Linked DNA regions of Mus musculus: regions 1, 2, 3 and 5 are each linked to region 4. A link is a contact called in public HiCAR-type and promoter capture Hi-C data. All regions are on one chromosome and are shown on one strand. The core of a region is the stretch at or near the end of the contact, and the rest is flanking DNA. Distances in the headings are between cores, read along the strand shown.

Region 1 (2,700 bases), core at 137-2,636, 1.4 Mb after region 4:
AGTCTGTGTTTTTAGAACAAGATGCCATTTGAACTTAAGGAAGATTGCTTTGGAGGGAGCAAATGTAATTTATAAGCGTGATGTTGGGGTAAGTGTCTGAGTTTCAGTGTGTGCACTCTCTAGCCTGATCTGACCATGCTTTGAGTGGTACTGTTGTATTGTGCAGATGAATTGTGAGCACCTTGTTATGCTAGGTGTAACTGGGCAGCATGGAGCCCTGTAGAAATGGCCCTTCTCCTGGAGATTACAGGTACAGATAAGAGATAGGACTGACTTTGCATCTTGGTGGCTGTATACCCTAGTTCAAACCCTACTTTAATTCTGTTGTATGTAAATTTCCTGTTCCTTTTTAGTTAGCTAAGTTATATTTTTAAAAATAAGTTGCTAAATAAAATAAGTTGTGATTCGTGCCGGGTGTGGTGGCGCACGCCTTTAATCCCAGCACTCGGGAGGCAGAGGCAGGCAGATTTCTGAGTTCGAGGCCAGCCTGGTCTACAAAGTGAGTTCCAGGACAGCCAGGACTATACAGAGAAACCCTGTCTCGAAAAAAAACAAACAAAAAAAAAAAGAATGTGATTCGTGTTTTAACCTACGTGTAAGATTTTGTTTTATTAAACCTCTTTAATCTATTTAAAAGCATTAGTGTTATTAATAAGTAACAAAATGTTAGTGATTTGATGTCAGCTATATTGACAGTGGATATGCATTTGGCTTTGATAAAGTACATGTTGAAAAATGCAGCCAGGAAACAGTAGAAACATGGGAAATGCAAAATAAAAGTCACCCTAGTCCACATGGCTCGTAGAGAAAAGGGAACAACAGCGACTAGTGTCTTAGTTTCTTTTCTGTCACTTATAGAAGAAAGAGTTTATTGTGGGCTTATAGTTTCAGGCAGTTCTGGTGGGAAGCATGGCAGCAGGCAGGCATGGCAGGCAGGCAGTAGTAGCAAGAGCTCACATCTTGATCCACAAGCGTGTGGCAGAGTTAGGGTCATAGGGGGACTGACACTGGGAATGGCCTGGGCTGCTGAAACCTCAAACCCCAGTGACACAGCTCCTCCAGGGCCACAGCTCCTATTCCTTCCCAAACAGTGCCACCAGCTGAGGACAAGTATTTGAACCTATGAGCCTATGGAGAGCATTCTCATTCAAAGCACTGCGGCTGCAGGGATGTGGCCCCTTATATACACGCTGCTGATGGGATTGTAAACTCAGCCTCTGAGACAGGTGGGACAGAGTCAAGCTAGGTGTCCTCAGATGAGAGGACAAAGAAAATTGACACATGCACGCTGAGCATGTCATTGTTACATGCAGTGAAGGGGAGTAAGCCAGACTCAGCACAGCAAGCATCGCATCCTTCCTCTAACAGACATTACATACATACTTAGCCCAGCAGGGGGAAGACTGAGGAGAGAAAGCACACTGACGTGGGAGTAGGGAGGAAAGAGAGAGCAAGGCTGAGTGCTGAGGCTCCACGGTGCACTGAGGAGTTGCCGTAGGAGACCTAGCACTAGATAGGGTCTAGACACCAAGGAGGTGGCTCCGTGGGCAAATCGCTTGTTGCACAGTCTTGGTGCACTGGGATTCTCAGAACCATGTGACAACCCAGGTACGAGCGGTGCTGCTTGTTCTCCTGTGGGAGACAGGCAGAGATGGAATTCCTGGGGCACATGGCCCAGCCAGTGCGTCACAGGACGGTGTGTGCCTGCACACACATACGTATGAACATTCATGTATATGTCATAGACACACAAAAGTTTTTTTGTAATAAATATTTTATTAGATATTTTCTTTATTTACATTTCAAACACGAAAGATTTTTTTTTTTAAGTTAGGGATGTATCTGAAGGTTTAATTTAAGTTCTAAAAACCTAAGTGCCTGTATACCCTAGGTAAATTATCTCCAGTTTTTAGAACTAGAAACTCAAGAATGAGGTGAATTCAACAAAACCAAAATCTCATTGGCCAATTAAGATTTTTTTTAATGTGTTAGTAATAACATCTTCCCTTAACAAATAAATAAATAAATAAAAATAAGAAGAATACACAGAAAGTCAGGTGCCAAAACACACGACTGTAGTCCTCACACAGAGTATAGAATCATGCATTGTTGGCCAGTCTGGGCTACCTAAAGAGACGCCCTCCATCAGAAAAGCAAAGTACAATAAGAATTTAAGCTGACAGTCTTGAGGTGGCAAGTAATAGCTAAGTGTCAGATGATGTCATTTCACGGTTTCGCATCTGAAATTTGACAGCTTATTTTAGTTTGAACATCATCTTCCTCAGCCTGCATTGTATGGTACTGTGATGATGTGCACATGACGGAGCAAGGAAAGACCTCTGCAGGGAGAGTCGTGTATAGACCTTTTCCTGGGTCTGTTTATCCGCCTCTAAGTCATTCATGAGACTTTGATTGTGTGGAGTATTGACCTGGACTTGAAGATGGTAACTGGCTGAGTAGTCATGTCAGCCCTGCGTAGCATGTGGGGAAGAGCATGGGCACATAGGACAGAGATGTGTGTCAGGACCAATGCTTATCAGATCATTGATTTTTCTTTTCCAGAAAGTATTAATGAAGCTTAGAAAACCTAGAATTACAGCTACAATTTGGTCCTCAGGAAAAATTATTTGCACTGGAGCAACAAGGTGAGTGCTGCCTGGCTGAACTCCGTGTGCCCTCCACTCTGCGCCCCAGGGAGGA
Region 2 (2,700 bases), core at 1-2,500, 1.3 Mb after region 4:
TTTTTTTTTTCCTGAGGGGAAAAAACAAAAACCATTTCATCTCCCTTCATTCAGTCCCTGGGTTCCTGTTCCCTTTGCTTTTCTTCTTACCTCCCAGATGACTATCATTCCCTGAGAAAGACAGTCCCAGCTGGAATGAAGGATGGGAAAGGTTCTTTCTCCAAAGCCATGAGTCCTGTTTTGTGTTTTATTAGGCCAGCTCTCTATGAGGAACCCTAGTAGCCCAGAGGATGGGAGAAGAGAAAGCAAGCACAAGAAGAAAATATACAGTCTTTACAAAAGGTGTCAGGCAAAGAGAGGCTGCCAGGAGCCACAGAGTCTTCTTTAAGACAGGAGAGAAGTGAGTTGCATCTCACTGGAAAGATTCTCAGCTCGCAAAATATGTTCCACAAATCCATATAACCTCTCTCATCGCCTGCCCATTCCCAGTCAACTGCATGTATGGTGTGTGTGTGTGTGTGTGTGTGTGTGTGTGTGTGTGTGTTTGTGTGTACATGTGTGTTCAGTAGTCAAGTGTGTTCCTATGCACTAGCAATTCCCTGATACCTTCAAAGAGACTGGATGGTAATGGATTTTCTTTTTCTTATTTTCCCTCCCTCCCTCCTTCCTTCTCACCCTCTCTCCCTTCCTTCTCTCCAGTAATTTCTTTCTACCACTTCCTTCCCCTATTTACCTCAGGTAAATTTTAAACAGTAAAATGCATCTGGAAAAAAAAATCGTCCCAGCGATCAGCATTTTCCTTTCAAACATTTGGTTTGGTAAAATACGCCTCTTCTCGTCCGGACAAATAGGACCTATGACTTCTGTGTTAGCCAGTGCACGGTAATGCAGTCTTGGTAAAGCCCTGTGGTCTTAGCCGGTATTAACTAAGGGCTGCAGGGTTTTGATTGTTATTTCTTGGGAGGAAGAGTGACTGTGAGATGTTTTAGGGGGAAAGGCCACTTAGAGCAAAGGGTCTGGCCCTTTCTCTGAGTTCTCAGAGCAATCAGTTGGGATTCCCTCAAAGGAAAGGGGCCTTAGGAGATGAGTCTCGGCAATGGTTCTAAGTTACTCCTTGACTTGAGAGGAAGAAGGAATCCGGTACAGGCATGTTGCAATCGGTTGCTGGAAACCAGGTCTGAGCGTGAAGTCTCCTGTGCTTGTGAAAGGGGTCTGGGAAGTCTGTTGGGCCTAGCAGGCCCCTCCCCTGGGCTGCATGGATCCGCCTCTCTATTCCCCAGATAAATTCTTAGTGTCCACCAAATTCCTCGGCGCTCTTTCACTCTCCGTTAAGGCCAGGACTCCAGTGGTGGGGAGATAGAGCACTGGTTTCCCTGTCGCGGGATCCCTTGTGATCGTTTTCCACGACTCTGTAAAGGGAAAGCTGGGGGACGGGACTGCCAGATCCCACCTCAAACCCAACACACGAAGTGGCAGCTCCAAACTTTTGAGACCCTTTCGTTTCCGTTTCAGCGTCTCTCTCTCCCTCCCTCCCTCCACCTCTCTAAACATGTCCACTGGCTCCCTCAGCGATGTAGAAGACCTTCAAGAGGTGGAGATGCTGGACTGTGACTCCCTGAAAGTGGACTCCAACAAGGAGTTTGGAACTTCCAACGAGAGCACCGAGGAGGGCTCCAACTGCGAGAACGGGTCTCCACAGAAGGGTCGCGGTGGCCTAGGCAAGAGGAGGAAGGCGCCCACTAAGAAAAGCCCGCTCAGCGGGGTCAGCCAGGAGGGCAAGCAGGTCCAGCGCAACGCGGCCAATGCTCGTGAGCGGGCCCGCATGCGGGTGCTGAGCAAGGCCTTCTCCAGGCTCAAGACCACCCTGCCCTGGGTGCCCCCGGACACCAAGCTCTCCAAGCTGGACACTCTCAGGCTGGCGTCCAGCTACATCGCTCACTTAAGGCAGATCCTGGCCAACGACAAGTACGAGAACGGTTACATTCACCCAGTCAACCTGGTGAGTCCTCCCGCGCCTCTGGCTGGGCCTGGGGACGCGGGCGAGAGCGTGACTCGTTAAATCGCCGCCCTAGCATCTCTGGGAACCTCCGCGCGGGCTCCACGCAGCGCCCTGGCTCTCTGCACCAAGCGCCCCGAGCCCGCGAGTGATTTGTGCTAGGGTTTGACGTGGCACCCCATTAAGGGATTTCCGAGGGTATTCAGTTGGCAAAGACCAGGGATCCCCGCGCAGGGTGCCATTTCCTCTGTCGTGAAACTGAGCAGACGCTGGGCACCCAGAAGACCTATCTTACTTTGTCTCTTTTGGCTAAGAGCAAACTTGAGTTCCCCCTCCGATTCTTATAAGCACCTAAGTCAGTTCTTTCCGCTGGTATATTTAGGGCTATTAAATGCAGACATATTTATGTTCTTCCACCTCCATAACTGTCTATGCAAATCCCCCCCCCCCCCAGCTACTTAAATATTCTGTGTTTGGCTAAGTAGATTACCATTTTAAATCCCAGAAATTCCAGCCACTGTCAACGCAATCAGTAAATCCGCTCAGGTCCTAGTACTGGACAAAATAACAGCCATGGGTTCTACTACCAGTCACAATGAATGAGCCTAATTTTTGAAAAGCAAGTGCTGGTTCCTGAATCGACTTTCTCAGAGGTATTTTACTGTTTAAGGTGGTTTTTAACTCCCTCTTTCGTTTGATTTCATTTTAAAACGTGCAGGCTCCAAAGAATACCACCACCTTACGAGGACTTTTGTTTACATATG
Region 3 (2,700 bases), core at 62-2,561, 1.5 Mb after region 4:
TTAACAGAATTTAAAGTCAGCCCGAAAGGCTTTGGGGAAAGAGAGAGGTCAAAGATGGCCCCAGGTGTCCATCCTCCATTAGATGAGGGAAGGAAAATCAGGCTAAGGCCCTAAGCCTGGAGCAAGGCATTTCTGGGGTGGGACCACTTCACTTCCGCGTGAGGCTTAGTGGATTCCGTTCCCAAATCATAAACATCCTTGGGTAGACCCATTCCCAGGTGGAAGGCTGTGAGTAACTTCTGTGTCGCTGAGCATTGGCGACTATTTGTAACATTCCACTTGGGAATGGAATGTATGATTGAAGCATGTGGCGCTGATGAGAAAGTATTAAGCAGAGGAAGAAGAGGGTCATTTGTATTGGGTTTGTCATACCACAATTAGTATATAGTCCCTTGAAAAAGAGATGAATAGAAAGAGGCACCAAGAAACAAACAAACAAGCGGACAAACAAAAAGGTGGAGGATTGTAAATCCACCGAGACAAGCATCTCGGTGAAGCACAGATAACACCATAAAAACTACTAAAGTTCTCTTTGGTAAGTTAAAGTATTCAACGAATCTCATTTTGAAAGGCAAGTTTCCAAGAAAGCAGGGACAAACAGGGGTGCAGTTTAGGGGCACGGAATAACTCATAATGTCCACTTGTTCCACACCGTTTGTTTGCGACAATAAGCAAAAAAGGTGTGTGCTCACAACTGAGGCTCTGATCCACCTTTCCAAGAGAGAGGAATGTGTACATTGCGTTACGTAAAGCAAATTGATGTAGCCCATCGTTGCAGTAGCTCCTGTTTCAATACATAAAGTCCCAAGGAGACTTCGGTCCCCGCATGTAGGGCTCTGGGTCACTCCGCGTCGCACTGAACCCTGCATTCCCGTTTCCACACATACGACACGCTCCCGGGCTGCGCGCGCACACGCACTCCCACGCACACGCACAGTCCGAAGGGGCTCGTGGGGACGACTGTCCCCTCTAGCGGTCACCCGAGCCAGCCCGGCCGTCTCACGTTACCTCCCGCGCAGGCAGGATGCCCTCCGCCGCTGGCTCCACAGCTGCCTTCGGTCTCCGCCTCTCTCCCCTTCTGGTTCAGCAGATTGGGGCCCTCTGTGTTTTCAACAGGTACCATGGTCACGGTAGTACTTACAGCTTCTCGCTCGCCACCGGACCACCCAGACCTACCGCGCTGACAGCAGTGGTCACTGTCCCCATGGGCAGCATGCTAAAGAAGAGTGGGAGGGGTTTGAGTGGGGGGGCGACCTTCGGGCAAAGCCAGTGTGATTTGTAACCAACTTTGTTTCTATTTCCGAAGGCTTTGCCCTTTTCGGTGACACAGGCTGTTGCTATTCCAAGCAGCCTATCACAGGCAAGGGGAGGGCCGTGTCTCCAGGATTGTTTTGCCTTTAGATGCGAGTTGGAAGCAAGAGGTTAAAAAGACTTGGGACTCAAAGGCAGTGTTTGGCCACCGGCTAGGGCTAGCTCTTGTGTTCCCGCAATTTGAAAAGCAGCTTAGAAAAAGAAGCATGCAGATTTAAATGCAAGTCTGCAAGCCAAGAGTAGGGAACAAATACTCACAGATGGTATCAGTTAATCTCGCCGAAGAGGAACATTTTATGTAAAGACATACCAGAAGGAAAAGTATTAATATTTCTTTTGTGGGCAAGCCTATTGCCCTAAAAGCCACAACACTCACCAGCTTAAACAAAGCGTAAAAGTTGTTTGTTTCAACGGGATTTGGGTCTAGGTAAATGCCTAGCATAGCTTTCTCTCTAGGCCCGTGGTACGGATCAAGGCCTGCTCCCAACTCCAGTCGCATGGATTCTTTAGACACTTTCTAGCCTGAGTTTATAGCAAGATAGTCCTTTTAAAAATGCACAGTTGACCTGAAAGCGAGGCAAACAGAGGATCTTCTGTCAGGTTGCTCGCTGGCTTGGCTGGCGGGAGGACACTCGGTATTCAGAGATGACTGGAGCTGTTGTAACATGAAACAAATCAGGGCACCAGAGGGAGGGGTGTTTTACTGGTCTATGAATGTGTACTTACATAAACAATCAGACAGACTGACATATTTTACCATCCGTTCTGTCCTTAGCAAATCATATCCACTGAGAAAACTGTGACATCACCTTAGAAACCACTGGGGTAAAAACTTAAACGTATGAAGTACTTTATAAGACAGAAATCAATGCTGGTTGTGTGACCTCGAGCGATTCTTTTCCCAAATAAAGCGCGTTAGAGAAAATGGGAGCTAAAGTAGCTTGCCTAAGCTTTGTAGAGCAGGCTGTGGCTCAGTGGTAGAGCCTACTACACACAAGGTCCTGGATTCAGAGTGCCAGAGCTGCACCAAACAAACAAATACACCCAGTGCTCTCGAACTCTTCAGAGCTGGTCAGGGGTGGACGGTAATTCTCCGGAGTTCTAACATTCCAGCCCTGTCCAACACTCTTTAGTTCTCCTCAACCTTAAGAGATGCCAGGAAACACAGATTCTCATACTAGCCATTCCTCTGTGAGGGAAAGCAGGTCTGCACTTGTCTAAGCAGTGACCTGTGTTTACTTATTTTGCACACACTTTGCGTCATCACTAGGTTTTTCATTAGCATCATTTGAACACCTCTTCCCTAGGCATTGCTGTATTATGCTTTAGGAAAGACATGGAAACAGATTCAACTATAATTTATTTAGTATGCAACGAGCATTGGCTACA
Region 4 (2,700 bases), core at 150-2,649:
TTCATCAATCCAAACGCTACACTGTTTGGTTTCAGCTTAATTAACCAAGATTTTTTTTCCTCCACAGTTTCACACATTAATATTTCAAGTTACACTGAACCAGAGAAAAATCCACACAGACTTAACTGTGGGAGTTTTATCTAGCAGTACTAGTAGACATAGAGGTAATATTTCCCTGCAGTACTGGGGACTGAACCAGGGCCTTGTGCACACACCATTTAGTGGCATATAGCTCAACATAATTATTCATAATTTTCCACCAGCAGCGTATGGATGAACTTGGGATAATAATCAGAATTAGAAACGACTGTTAATCAGGAGCAGCATAAGAAGTGAGCTAGCTGAAGGAAAAGAACCCAGAGGTCAGTGAGTTAATACTGTGTTCTATTAACTTCCCCAGACACTGGGAAACTACAGCCTCGTTCTTAACTAGTCACAAGCCTGGGGGCCAACTTCGAAAGCAGCTTGCAAAGCCGAAGACCCATCGGCACCACAAGGCACAATTTAACAGTGTTATCAATCTCTGTTCACTGCGGCTCAGAGTACACCTAAAAGAAATGCCTACCTCCAACAGGACCAAACCAGTGTTTCACAGTTAATTCCTTTTATTTTCCTGATTGTGGAAAACTTGTAAATAATAATTCCTGACAAAATACGAGATCTGACGCAATCAAAAATTGATATATGCATATAAAATGCAAGCAAAATTTTAACAGCTATAAGGAAAAATTAGCATTTGACTGTAAAGCTTCCTTCCTCTTCCCACCCTCGTCCAAGCTTTTTTTTTTTTTTTGGTCTGAATTTAACCTAGAAAACACATATGCGAATTCTCGAAATACCTTGTTACCTTGTTATGTGTCTTGCATAAATCAATTGAAACGAGCACAAGGTAGGTCAAAGAAAGTTAGCTTGTGTGAGTAAGGCCAACAGCCAAGCAAAGGCCCTGGGCCGCGGAACGAACCTGTGGCCAGATGACCAGGGCCCATCGCGTTTCCCTTTCTGTTCTTCGGAGGAGAAGTTGACAGAGAATGGGAACACGGTCGTAGCCTGCCAGGATCTGGCGGTAGTATCCGGTCCCCAAGGCTCCATTGCCGCGCGCCCCGGTGCTCGCACGTCGCGTCCCGGAGTCCGGAGCGGGGCGTGGGAGCCCGAGAGGGAGGCGCCGGCCCTGCGCCCTGGGGAGCCCCGCTCTGCGCACCCCAAAGCAACCACTAGCGAGCTGCAGTTCTGAGGTGTCCCTCCCGCCCCCCTCTCCCCCGCCTCTGCAGTCTCCTCTTACCCTGACCTCGCCGGCTTCCTCGGCCACCTCCAGCCGCTGTCACCCGGGGGCCCACTGCCTGGCGCAGCCGGTCTCAGCTGATGGGCGGCGGCACAAGCACGCCCACTGCGCATGCTCGGGGCACAGCCCCAGGAAGGAGGAGGCGGGGCTTGCGTCTCTCCCATTGGCCAGTGACAGCTGAAGCTTGGAGGGACTGGCAAAATTGCTGGGGAGCCAAGCTCTGATGGGTGACAAAGTGATGTCTATGGGCAACAGAAGAGGAAGCAATACAATAGAGAAGAGCTGGGTTCTTTATTCGGAGGCGCCAGACTCCCTGGACTGAGGGAGCACTCTCAGCTTTTAAAGGTTCTGTTTCCTAACCCTCAGCTCTGTGGTAGACTTGACAACTCCATTTTTAAAATGTCACTGCAAAAATGTCAAGGCAATCCTAGCTAAAGCCCCGGAAGGATAAATGAAAGATAATCTCCTAATGCCCACTTGATAAAGATGTTTTCCTGGCTCATAGTTGGTATCGCATCCTTGAAATACAGGATGTGGTTTTCCCAGGCTTTAAGAGCACACACTGTTCCAACAATAACTCTTCAAGCATGTGACCTCTCGGATGAGAAACATCAGTTGTTCATGTGAAAGAAATACTTTGCCAAATTAATTAGAATAGATTGCCTTGGATTTGCCTATAATTAAGATGGTGTTATTTCTGGAAAGAGCATGAAAACACATGATACCAAAAGTTCGATAGACTTCAAGTGGAGGTAGGGGGAATCCATACTATTGTGAATCAGAACCACAGAGCAAACTGTATGTTGGTTGGTTTTACACCTGCAAGCATACGTAGATGACTTAGGTCAGACTCAAACACAGCGTCTTCTCAGTAGGATCCACCCAGTGGATCAAAGAACATGTACTCATTTAAAGTCATGTGATTCAGCTCGGGCCATGGTGAACTGTTGAGGTTTGCTGTTTTGTCCAGCACTGGAAATTGAACCAAGGTCCTTGGACATGAGAGGCCTTCACTCTGTCCTCTATCTCCAGTGGTTTTTGTTGTTGTTGTTGTTGTTTTTGAAACAAAGTCTACACAGGTTACCCAGATATTAACCTTGAACTCACTCTGTAATCCAGGTAGACCTTGAACTTGCAACCTGCCTCATCGTTCAGAGTACAGACCTGTATCATTGTCCCGGGTTGTTTGTGGTTTTGTTTTGAGGAATGAGGGATCAAACCCAAGGCCTCACATTTCAGGTAGTTGATCTACCCCTGAGTTCTACCTATCATCTCCACTGTGAACTTTTAGAAGTATTAGTCCATCATAGTGACATTGTATGTTTTCCAAGATACAGAGGAAATTCAAGTTTTTCTTTGAAATCTCTCCCTTTTTCAAAATTGTTTTATTTTTAAAAATCATTCTTTGACAAGGCAATAAC
Region 5 (2,700 bases), core at 132-2,631, 1.1 Mb after region 4:
GAGAGAGAGAGAGAGAGAGAGAGAGAGAGAGAGAGGTAGCAGATGTGCAGCTTGACCTTCATGCAGGTCCCCCAATAAATGAAGCAAGGTCTATTCCTGACTCTGTTGCCTGCCTGTGGATTCTGTTCCCCTAGCTGAGCCACCTTGTCTGGCCTCAGTGGGAGAGGATGAGCCTGGTCATGAAGTAACTGATGTGCAAGGGTGGGCTGATTCTGGGGGTGGGGCTGACCTCCTTCACAGAGGAGAAAGGGAAGGGGAAGGAGCTGCAAGGGGGGCTGCAGTCAGACAATAAAGTGACAAAAGAAACAAAGAAACACAAAGAATCCCTCTAACTCCTTTGAGGACTGTCCAGTCCAGCCATATTATAGTGCCAAGCACAGGAACCAGGTAATACAAACCAGGCACACATGGCTTGTGGCAACACTAGAGACTGCGTCCTGTGTTGGTCCCATAGCCGTGCCATTGAGCTGATCTGTGTTAGTGGACCTTGCCTGTGGTATTATGCTGCATCTTCCCAGTGTGTATATCCTTATCTTTGACATTTTCTCCTTCCTGCTGCAAATGTCCTCACCATGCCTCTTGGGTGCTTGGCTGATGCAATGAATCATTTCCCCAGCCAAAAGCTTCTGCTATGACCCCCATACAAAGCAGGGCCGTCAGTTCCAAGGGGTTGAACAATGCTGGGAAAGATTAGTCAGTCTGTCAGTCACTGACCAAGTGGAAACGCGCATGCCCAAAGCAATGGGTTGCTCAGCCTGCCCTTTGGCAGCAAGCAGCCCACATGGAAGTCACTTGAAGTGACATGTGATGCACATTCGGACCATAGCTTCTGGAATTGGTTGGTGCTATGTGGAAATCGCATAGAGAATGACTATCGAATACATTCAAGACAACTTTGAGGATGCTCAGAACTTAGAAGAGTCCAGATATGGCTGGTATCGCCTAAGAACAGGAAGCAGTTTCTTACCTTAAGCCCGTGGAAGATGAGGTTCCTCCGCCAAACAAAGATTCCAGAACAGGTAACAGAAAGATAAGTGCCCCCTTCCCCGATTCTTTTGGCATTTAAAACAATGCCAAACATATCACAGAAGCGGAATAATTTTTTTTTTCTTCACCAGTAGCCACTGACTTTGAGATGCCAAAAGGTCCAAACCTTGGAGTGACTATATAAGGTGGCTCAGGACTGAAGAAAAACAAAGCAAATCGCGGCAACCAAATCTAAGGTCTGTGATGTAAAGCTGTCCCTTACATAGGTTTACAGGAAGACCTCACACTACTGTCCTAGAAGTAAGTGGATCACTGAATCTTGATTCAGTCACCTTTCTCCTACCCTTCATGGAAACTTTGGTTTTGTCTTCCCACGGGCAATACCGCAGACGAACACAAGGGGGCGAGGGCGTTCTGTCTAAGGTTAACAAAGCGAGCATGAGTCCCAGTATCCAAATCAACGCTTAAAATAACTTTAGGAAATGTTCTCCTGTGGAACAGCCACGACGTGCTTTCTCTATCGGATGTTTTATTTCATTTAGAACTTATGCAAGCCGTTTGAGTTCTGACTTACTCTGAATCGAAGATCAATAGAAGTCAGAACACCCAGAAGAGGAAATGTTTGGGCCTTTGAACACGGCTGTTCCCTTTGTACAGCAGCAACTTCCCTGCTGGGAACCGAGGTGTTTACTGCCACTATCTGCCAGATAAGGGTGATATTGTTTCCAAGAACTCGGACAAATAATACTTCTGAAGAAAACCTTGCAGGAAATTCCAGTTTCTACATAAAAATAAGTACACTAATTTGTGTGTGCATACGAATATGGAGTGTGTACATCTGCATATGTGAGAGACTGTCTAAGAATCTATGAGCGTTTCTCATATGCTATGAGTAATGTCATCATTTGACCACTGGTGTGTAGTTGTTCCACTGAGGTGTGAGGCTGTGTGCAGCCTAGAAGCTCAGTTCCCATGAACAGCCCCGGCGGGGTGTGTCACGATTGATCAAGGGATGGAACATGTGTCACGCGTGGGAAGGCATCCTCCAAGTCAGCTTCCACTGAAGTCCAGCCCTCCCCTCAGCCAAACCTGGACACGCCACGCTCAGTCTTGCAAAATAGAATTAAATAGGGTTCACGTAAATGAAACTCAAAAAGCCACAGCAACAAGAAGTCGCTACAGAGTATCTCTCTGGGCCTGGGGATATGAACTTGGGGTAGATGGCTTGAAGGATGGCACAGGGGCCTGGAACAAAGAGAGCAAAAACATGTTACATGAAAATAATTATTTATTTATTTCTCTTTTTTCCTTCTTTTATTTATGAAAATCTAACTTTCCCTGATATCTCAGCATTGATAAGGAAGATTGATGCTCTGGCATCAATTAAAGTATTACCGACCTTAATTTTTCTTCTAACACTCTTGAAACCTTATCAGAAACATAATAGGCCCTGTGTCCATAAAACCCACTCTGAAAGGTAAGCTATAACCACTACCTCTTATTTTTAAAATTAGATATTTTCTTTATTTACATTTCAAATATTATTCCCTTTCCTAGTTTCCCTTCCAAAACCCCCCTATCCCCTCCCCCCATCCCCTGCTCCTGAACCCACCCACTCCCATTCCTGGCCCTGGCATTCCCCTATACTGGGGCATTGAGCCTTCACAGGACCAAGGGCCTCTCCTCCCATTGATGACCAACTAGGCCATCCTC

The links. Promoter capture Hi-C pulls out the DNA fragments that hold promoters and counts their contacts. HiCAR-type assays count read pairs that join an accessible place to other places.
Region 1: a promoter capture Hi-C map of hippocampal neurons shows a contact between it and region 4, with 5 times the contacts expected there. The contact joins the enhancer-like site here to the promoter of Stx7 in region 4. A contact is called at or near these places in 2 of 39 promoter capture datasets (the 3T3-L1 cell line and hippocampal neurons) and 1 of 115 datasets of contacts at active chromatin or transcription factors (astrocytes).
Region 2: a contact with region 4 is called in a HiCAR-type map of astrocytes, with 4 times the contacts expected there. The contact joins the promoter of Tcf21 here to the promoter of Stx7 in region 4. A contact is called at or near these places in 5 of 39 promoter capture datasets (embryonic stem cells, frontonasal cranial neural crest, hippocampal neurons and 2 more) and 3 of 115 datasets of contacts at active chromatin or transcription factors (astrocytes, embryonic stem cells and extraembryonic endoderm stem cells).
Region 3: a contact with region 4 is called in a promoter capture Hi-C map of embryonic stem cells, with 11 times the contacts expected there. The contact joins the promoter of Slc2a12 here to the promoter of Stx7 in region 4. A contact is called at or near these places in 6 of 39 promoter capture datasets (cranial neural crest, embryonic stem cells, frontonasal cranial neural crest and 3 more) and 1 of 115 datasets of contacts at active chromatin or transcription factors (astrocytes).
Region 5: a contact with region 4 is called in a promoter capture Hi-C map of frontonasal cranial neural crest, with 8 times the contacts expected there. The contact joins the enhancer-like site here to the promoter of Stx7 in region 4. A contact is called at or near these places in 5 of 39 promoter capture datasets (cranial neural crest, frontonasal cranial neural crest, hippocampal neurons and 2 more), 3 of 15 datasets of contacts at CTCF or cohesin (embryonic stem cells, pro-B cells and stem cell-derived epiblast-like cells), 9 of 484 Hi-C or Micro-C datasets (the G1E-ER4 cell line, the N1E-115 cell line, cerebral cortex and 5 more) and 3 of 115 datasets of contacts at active chromatin or transcription factors (astrocytes, embryonic forebrain and trophoblast stem cells).

The regions. Positions count from the first base shown.
Region 1 is chr10:22,709,302-22,712,001 of GRCm38.p6, reverse strand. It overlaps Tbpl1 (TATA box binding protein-like 1), which reads left to right. Exons shown (of 7, transcript NM_011603.5): 2 at 1-88; 3 at 2,563-2,645. Among named protein-coding and RNA genes, the nearest start is that of Mir7663, 19 kb to the left of the region's middle. Within about 2 kb of position 1,386, at least 13 of the 459 cell types and tissues checked have an H3K27ac peak or open chromatin away from gene starts, as enhancers often do. A contact at or near this core is called in hippocampal neurons, where this site is marked.
Region 2 is chr10:22,818,693-22,821,392 of GRCm38.p6, reverse strand. It overlaps Tcf21 (transcription factor 21), which reads left to right and starts at 1,250. Exons shown (of 2, transcript NM_011545.2): 1 at 1,250-1,939. The coding sequence starts at 1,490. All of the region lies in intron 4 of Gm10824 (a long non-coding RNA gene), which reads right to left.
Region 3 is chr10:22,643,622-22,646,321 of GRCm38.p6, reverse strand. Slc2a12 (solute carrier family 2 (facilitated glucose transporter), member 12) reads right to left here and starts at 1,311. Exons shown (of 5, transcript NM_178934.4): 1 at 1,009-1,311. The coding sequence starts at 1,123.
Region 4 is chr10:24,147,988-24,150,687 of GRCm38.p6, reverse strand. It overlaps Stx7 (syntaxin 7), which reads right to left and starts at 1,399. Exons shown (of 10, transcript NM_001358563.1): 1 at 1,280-1,399.
Region 5 is chr10:23,080,157-23,082,856 of GRCm38.p6, reverse strand. No RefSeq gene overlaps it. Among named protein-coding and RNA genes, the nearest start is that of Gm35179, 79 kb to the right of the region's middle. Within about 2 kb of position 1,381, at least 12 of the 459 cell types and tissues checked have an H3K27ac peak or open chromatin away from gene starts, as enhancers often do. A contact at or near this core is called in nephron progenitors, where this site is marked.